2 separate regions of the Mus musculus genome follow, and region 2 is linked to region 1. The links are chromatin contacts, called in public HiCAR-type maps. All regions are on one chromosome and are shown on one strand. The core of a region is the stretch at or near the end of the contact, and the rest is flanking DNA. Distances in the headings are between cores, read along the strand shown.

Region 1 (3,893 bases), core at 732-3,231:
CTTCCTATGCTGCAGGTATAGAGGGCTTTCTTAGGGACACTCACTCCCTAAGGAGGAGTGTGCAGCATGCTCCCATCCTGTGCCAGGACAGCCAAATAATAGCAAACTAGTCAGAAGGGCATTTCAGCAAGGGTGGGTGTACCTGACAGGCTCCCCTGTGTGTCAGTGTCCTTCCCTCCCTGCACTGCCCACAAAGGAAGACAGGAGTCAGGGCTTCCCCACCCATTTCCTTGCCAGCCTCCTGTGGGAGAATTCCCAGCTTGGCAGAGAAGGAAGCAGAGTCTGGCTCTGCCCGGCATCTTCTTTCCAATGGAGAAGTTGGAAGCTAGCTGCAGGTGGCTTCCCTTTTTGAAAGTGCTGGCTGTTTGGCTGCATCTATATTAATTGCCTCTGGGTTTTTGAGAACAACTAAAAAAAATTCTGCTCCTTCCCCTAGGCTGAGTCAGTGTAACCAGTTAAAAAAAGAAAAGAGAAATCCTCTTGTCTGAAGATTAGGTTTTTTATTTGTATTTTTTTAAAACAGGTATAATTGGACAGGGGTGGTCTGAGCCAAGTCTAGCTTTCAGAATTATAAAACCCTCATACTTGCCCAGTATGAGGAGTATTTTCAAACTCCACGTTATGTGTGGGGACCTGTGCCTGACGAAGTGGCCACCAACACTCTGTGCATAGACTGAGGATTGGCGTGGGTTCAGACAGGGCACAAGTCTACTAACTGCTGAACACTGTAGCCTCAGGAAGGTCTGGGTATCCTTGGCAAAAGTCCCACAGCTAGAAACAGGAGGCTGAGACACTGCTAATATTCCTTTTGTGTGTTTATTGAGAAGTGACAGGTAGTTATTTACGTTCTATGGATGGTATACAGATGAGAAAACTGGGTCCTAGAGAAAATCAGTATTTTCCTAGACACACAGATGGCCAGTGACAGAGTTACTGTTTTCACCAACCAGCAAACCAGAATCTAAAATTCTTTCTCTGTCTCTCTCTCTCTGTCTCTATATCTCTCTCTGTCTCTCTCTGTCTCTATATCTCTCTCTGTCTCTCTCTGTCTCTATATCTCTCTCTGTCTCTCTCTGTCTCTATATCTCTCTCTGTCTGTCTGTCTCTCTCTCTCTCTCTCTCTCTCTCTCTCACACACACACACACACACACACACACACACACACCTCAGTCTCTGTGTTTTGCCTTTCACTTTCTGTGTTTGTGAGAGTGCGATTGGCAATGGGGGGTGGGGGGTGGGGGGTGGGGGGAGGGAGGTGGTGGATAGAAAGAAGAGAAAGGTGAGATTAGGAACAGAGTTTGGTGCAACTAATCTGTGACTGCTCCAGGTGTTTCTGCCTGCAGGGTTTTTAAAGTCTAAGTAGATCCCAGAAGGGACTTTTCTCTCCCCTCCGGAGCTAGGACAATCCCTTCAGCGAGCTCAGCTAAAGCCTGAAAGAGTGAGAAAAAGGGAGGAAATAATAATAATAATAATAATAATAATAATATGAAGAAGGAATAAAAAGACGGCAGGCTTAATGGAAAGTTTCCCGGCCCCAGAGGCTTCCCTCTGCGAGCGGTGGCGGGGCTCCTGATGGGCAGTTCGGGGCTTGCGGAGTGCTTTTACGGGAGTGGAAAGATACCTAAGTTGCAAGGGCTTGGCCAGGAACAGGAGAGCAGAGAGGAATTTCAGAGGCGAGCTGAGGGCGAGGGTCTCCCTGCCAGGGCCGGCCGATGAAAAGGCGCAAACCGCAGCCGCACTCCCGCTCCTCCCTGCGCTCCTGGCATTGTTTGCACGCTGAGCCGTGGGGAGCACCGCGCGGCTGGCCGCGGACTCGCTGGCTGAAGGCTCTTGCAGGGCTGCTGGGAGTTTTTAAGCGCTGTGAGAATCCTGGGAGTTGGTGATGTCAGACTGGTTGGGTCATTTGAAGGTTAGCAGCCCGGGAAGGGTTCACCGAAAGTTCACTCGCATATATTAGGCAATTCAATCTTTCATTCCGTGTGACAGAAGTGGTAGGAAGTGAGCTGCTCCGAGGCAGGAGGGTCTATTCTTTGCCAAAGGGGGGGACCAGAGTTCCCGTGCGCCGCGGCCACAAGACTGGGATGCAGAGGACGCGAGCCACCCGGGCAGGGAGCGTCTGGGCACCGGCGGGGTAGGACCCGCGCGCTCCCGGAGGCCTGCGCGGGCGTCGCCTGGAAGGGAGAACTTGGGATCGGTGCGGGAACCCCCGCCCTGGCTGGATCGGCCGAGCGAGCCTGGAAAATGGTAAATGATCATTTGGATCAATTACAGGCTTTTAGCTGGCTTGTCTGTCATAATTCATGATTCGGGGCTGGGAAAAAGACCAACAGCCTACGTGCCAAAAAAGGGGCAGAGTTTGATGGAGTTCGTGGACTTTTCTGTGCGGCTCGCCTCCACACCTAGAGGATAAGCACTTTTGCAGAGCGCGGTGCGGAGAGATCATGTTTGACTGTATGGATGTTCTGTCAGTGAGTCCCGGGCAGATCCTGGATTTCTACACCGCGAGCCCTTCCTCCTGCATGCTGCAGGAAAAGGCTCTCAAAGCCTGCCTCAGTGGATTCACCCAGGCCGAATGGCAGCACCGGCATACTGCTCAATGTAGGTTTATTATTTTTTTTCCTTTCTTTTACCAAGGAAAAATAAATGTCTCTCTTGCATGCAATAAAGACACTGGAATAAAGTGCAGTGGTGGCAAGACAAAGGGTTTAATGATTTAATGCTGAAGGGGTGTGATAGGCTGCCATGCATATGGATTCCCTCTGCTGAAATTCCCTTGGAGAGGTTTCTTGAAACGCTCCTGCGCCCCTGTTCTCCCTTACCACCCTATTCTTTCTTGAAGATAGGTGTTTTTTGTTTGTTTGTTTGTTTGTTTTTAAATAAGTACGAAAGGAAGGGGAAAAATAGAAGGTGACCACGGACTTTGAACATTCTTCAAGTAGTGCAATCTGATATTCCATGCAATTTGTGTAACGGGTAGAGAGGGGACTTAACTTTGCTGGGATTAGCCACGAGCTCAGTAACACTTCCCCCTTATGTATTTCAACAGTGCAAAGTAATTAAAATATGACATGGTCTCTTCAAGGAATGCAACCGTGTAAAGGCGGTTAATCAGAGTTCATAATGTACCGGGCAGGATGGTGCAAGATGCTGCCTCCCTCGTTCCCTTCACCGAGAAAAGGCAATATGTCTTAGCTGTGACCCCACTGCCATCTCTCCGAGTTACTTTGTTGGTCTAAGAAGTTTCTGTTTTGCTAGGTTACTCCTGGTCACCAACACCCCTCGGGCTGGCCATTCATTATTTCCATACCTTACAATTCAGTCAGGAGCCTGGACTTCAGTTAAAGGAAAAGAAATCTAAATGGGGTAGCCTCGTTTTCAAAAACAATATTGACTGTTTGGTTATCTGATGCTGACATGGTGCTTCAGCTTCATCAGTCAACAGTAGCTCAGCTGCAGGCCTGAGAAATGACCAGGAGTCCTGGGAAATCTTACATAGAGCTGATGGTAGTGGGAGCCTGCAGGATGCTTCGCCACCCTGACAGTGATTTAGATAAATGGCTCATCTATCTATCAAAATGTTTTTAGTACTTGATTTGACAATTCATTGGAGCATTAGCCTGAAAATGACATTTTAAATCCTTGTTTACAAAGCGGTCAAAGTTTAACTGGGAGAAATTGAGTTTTCCTAACAACAAGGTGACTTGTCTAAAGAGAGAGGCAAAAGGCAAAATAGAGGAGGGGCAGGGGCAGCATGTCAGCTGACTCTCTGAAACTTTTTCTTAGGAAAAAGGACAGTAAGAAAAAAAAAAAAAGACTTACTTCTTGGGCCAGCAAATCAACAGGTTTGGAGTTGGAAAACCATTAACCATTTATTTGATGCCAAAGGCCTTGC
Region 2 (3,893 bases), core at 992-3,491, 2.3 Mb before region 1:
AAATCCTTAGATTTCCTTAGACTTCCAAGACTCCGGTCTTGGGGTGTAGGGGTTGTGTTAGAGATGCCACATTTTTGTAATAGAGACTCATTGCCATACATATACCTGGGACTTGACTGGCTGTTGCTTTCTGGAATAATGATCAGCAGACATTTTGGACAACAAGATCAGCAGAATTCACTAATGATCTAATGTAGAGTGTGAAACTGACAAGGATAAGAACAGGGAAACCCTGTGAGGCCTGGCTCTCCTCTTCATTCATAGTTATATCCCTACTACCTAGACTCAATAAACAAGAGCCTGGCCCACAGTATTTAGTATTCCTAGAATGAATGATAAGGGTGAATCGGACTTATAGTCCTGTTTTGAACTTTGAAAAATGCCAGCTAAAACATCTGCAGATGGACAAAATGCTGCTGAAACACAGTTTCAACAATGGCATCGAAGCTCTTCAATTCTATTCCCTGAGTGGAAGCTGACATCACAACATCCCCAAGCCCCACTGCCAGTGACAGAACAACAAAACGACTCAACAGTGGCTGGGGCAGAAGGGTGTTTTCTTATGAAACATTCATTGTAAGCCAACAGCACACACACAGAAGCATAGGCTACCAGAGGCAGGATGTAGAGTTCAGTGGCAGAACTTCTGTGCCTGCTTAGCCTGTTGAAGCCCTGGGTCAAATCCCAGCATCAAAACAAAACAATTTTTAAAGGGTTTCAAAACACAGTCAAGGCTCTGCTACTTCTGTATTCTTGAAACATAATCAGAAGAATGGGAATAGGCAAAGAGTTCATGAGGTTAAGACTGTCTATGAAATACTGTATTTGATCATATTCTAAATATGATGCATTTCTACTAATACACTGTACTATGTCGGAAATACACACACCATGAGACAGATTTAAGTGGCCACACAAACCAGAAAACCAGGTTTCACTCATTTCTAACTCTTCCTCTCATACATTCTTGAGCTGACATTCGTAAGGACAAAGGTGCTGTCATTTTTTTTTTCTCAGTAGTCAGTTCCAGGCTAGACATTACTAGCTGCTTTGGGCAGTTTTCAGTGATGTAATTGGTTAAAAGCCAGTTCTTGAATGTATCTCGTGGAAGCATTTTCTGTTCCAGATACAGGTTATGAGTCTTGTATTGCTCTAGTCTCTGGGGTCTTTTTGCACTAGTTGTTTAGGCTGCTTGATTGACTCAGAACTTCACATTCCCATGGTGGCCTATGGCATCTGGTAGGTTGGGTTTCCCATGGTTTCCTATGTATTGGCTAGCACTGTTCAAGTGATTTGGACCATACTTGAAATGGAGGTCTGTCTTTAGCCCTCTCTGCTGAGCAGGACTAGTGCATGGGCTCAGCCACTCCCAAGAATCCTCACAGAAGTTAAGAGTAGTCCTAGATCTCAGCGGTTATGATAGGCTGGAGGTGTTGTGTGTGTGTGTGTGTGGGTGGTGGTGGTGGTGGTGGTGGTGGTGGTGGTGGTGGTGGTGGTGGTGGTGGTGAAGTGAGTTCATGGGCGCTGAGTTAACAAAGCATGTGCAGGTTTTTGTTTTGTTTTGTTTTGTTTTGTTTTAAGTAGCTATTTTGGGCTACAATGACAGGGCAACCTTATATTCCTCAGGCCACCCACAGCATGGCTACTATCCCACCTGTGTCTTTCAGGCACAGTGGCAGCCTCCCACTTGCTCTGATAGTGCTGCCCCCTTCGTCCCGCCCCGCCCTCCCCAGCCTCCCAGAGTGACAGCTAGCAGCCCTGGACAGGACTAGGCACCGCAGGACCTTCCCTGCAGCAGTTAAGGGGTAAAATGTGGCTTCACCCGGGCCCACGCGAAGTTTTCCAACAGCGGTGCAGGTGGGTCCTGCGCGAGCACGAGCTGGTGGTGCAGGTGTGTGTGTGTGTGTGTGTGTGTGTGTGTGTGTGTGTGTGTTCTCCCTACCCCTCATCCCAGTCCGCCGCACTGCACCTTATTGAAGCGCAACCCCACCCCTTAGCCCGCGTGTCCCTTTAATTCGTGCGCTCCTCAAGGTCCTCTCGTCCCTCCCTTCCCGCCGCCGTTGAGCCTCGATTTCCCTCCTCCCTTTCCCTTCGCCCTAACCCGCCTTTGCTCCGGCCCGCCCAGCCCAGGACTCAGCTGTCACTTTACTTTTGCGCGCGCACCTCACAGGTCCTCGAGCGGGCACGCGCCGGCGGGGGCGGGGCTAAATCGCGTCGCGGGCTCGCGGGCGCGACACCGCGAGGCCGACGTGGGGCTCGCGCTGTCGCGGGCTCTCAGGGCAGGCAGGGCGAGCGCGCGCTTGGGAGGGGGCGCGCGCGGACGGCGGGCGGCGGCGGCGGTGGCGGCGGCGGCGGCTCGCGGAGGCGGCGGTTTCACTCCCGGACTCGGCGTCGGAGCCGCGGCTGGAGCGCGGGCGACGCCGCGAGGTGAGTAGGTGAGGGCGGGCGGGCGTGGCCGCGGCCAGAGCCGCGGCGTGGGGCGCGCGGGGACCCCACGCGGCGAGGGCCAGCCCGGCGAGATCCCCGCCCCCGCCGCGGCCTCGGCTCGGGTGCGCGCCCGCGGCCCCGCAGGCCTCCCTGACCCTGCGCGTGTCCGCTGGGGCCCGCGCGCCCCTCCCCCGTCCCGCAGAGTGTGGCCGTCCTTCGCCCACGAGGACCTCTCCCCTCCCCTCCCGAGCCCACCGCAGCCAGGAACTAAGTCTCCGCAAAGTCCAGGATGGATGTCGCGGCGCAAAGTGCCCGGCTGTCCGGAGCTCTTCCCAAATTGCATAATTGCTACAGGAGGTGAGGGTGAGGGAGTACCCGCTGGGTGTGTGCGTGATGCCCCGGGGTGTGGGTTGTCACACTGGTCTTTTGTAATGCCCGATGCTTGGCACAGTTTGGCTCCGAAGCCAGTTTTCCTCTGGCTTCTCTGCAGCACCCACTGGCCTGATTGGAAACTGGATTACCCTTGTCCTCCCACCCCCACCCACCCCCTCTTCGCTACTAATGTTTTGATCCATTTGCCCTTTTCCAATTCTAATGAACATAAAGCCTGGCTTCTTGTGTCTCTTTTTCCACAACTAACCAGAAATGCCCCATCCATCTTCCCTAAAGGAAATTAAGGCCGCATTAGAGAGACATCATCACCCTGGGCTTGGTGGCAGCTCTTGGACTTATTTGCTGATTTGCAAGATTCTTATCCTCTAACCTTGTATTTTGTAATTTTGAGGGTCTACTTGAGTATTTCCATTTTAAAGTACAAAAGAATGTGCTAGGACTTACCTCTGATTACCTTACTGTTTTTAAGATTTTTTTAAAGCTCATCTTAGTTTTAAATCCTTGGATTTTGAAAAGCATGCTCTAGAAATGCAATCTTGGGAATCTAAATATTTGTCTTTCTTCAGGCAGTCAGGATGCTCCTGGGCGCTTGGCAGTCTTGTTTGTGGGTGATGGTGAAGATGGAGTGTTTTCATATGTCATACCTTGAGCTCTTTCCTCTAGGGCACAGCACTTCCCTCAATCAGGTGCTCCACTTTTATTTTCCAAATAAATATCTTTTCAGACACTTGGGAAGCTGGATAGCGCTACAGGTTTGGCGTATAATATAAAGTATTTTATGTTTTGGAAAAGTTCAGAAATCACAAGTAGAAAAACTGGTATGCCAATGCAAGTTCACATTTTCCTGTTGCAGCTGCACAAATGAATACTTGCTTTTCTAAGTTTTTAAAAATCATGACATTTGATGATTTGAATAGTAATGTGGACTTGAGTACTGTTGGTTTCATCGGTGGGATTTGTTTAGATCCGTAAGTTTTTCTGAAACACGCTAATTTCACTCACTATGTGCTGGGAATTTCCAGAGCCTGATGACATCACAGAGCACATAGTCAATAAAGCTCAAAAAGAATGAG

Evidence for each region. HiCAR-type assays count read pairs that join an accessible place to other places.
Region 2: a contact with region 1 is called in a HiCAR-type map of astrocytes, with 13 times the contacts expected there. The contact joins the promoter of Ube2e2 here to the promoter of Rarb in region 1. A contact is called at or near these places in 1 of 39 promoter capture datasets (liver) and 1 of 115 datasets of contacts at active chromatin or transcription factors (astrocytes).

What each region holds. Positions count from the first base shown.
Region 1 is chr14:16,573,564-16,577,456 of GRCm38.p6, reverse strand. It overlaps Rarb (retinoic acid receptor, beta), which reads left to right and starts at 1,981. Exons shown (of 8, transcript NM_011243.2): 1 at 1,981-2,599. The coding sequence starts at 2,443.
Region 2 is chr14:18,892,119-18,896,011 of GRCm38.p6, reverse strand. It overlaps Ube2e2 (ubiquitin-conjugating enzyme E2E 2), which reads left to right and starts at 2,241. Exons shown (of 6, transcript NM_144839.2): 1 at 2,241-2,427.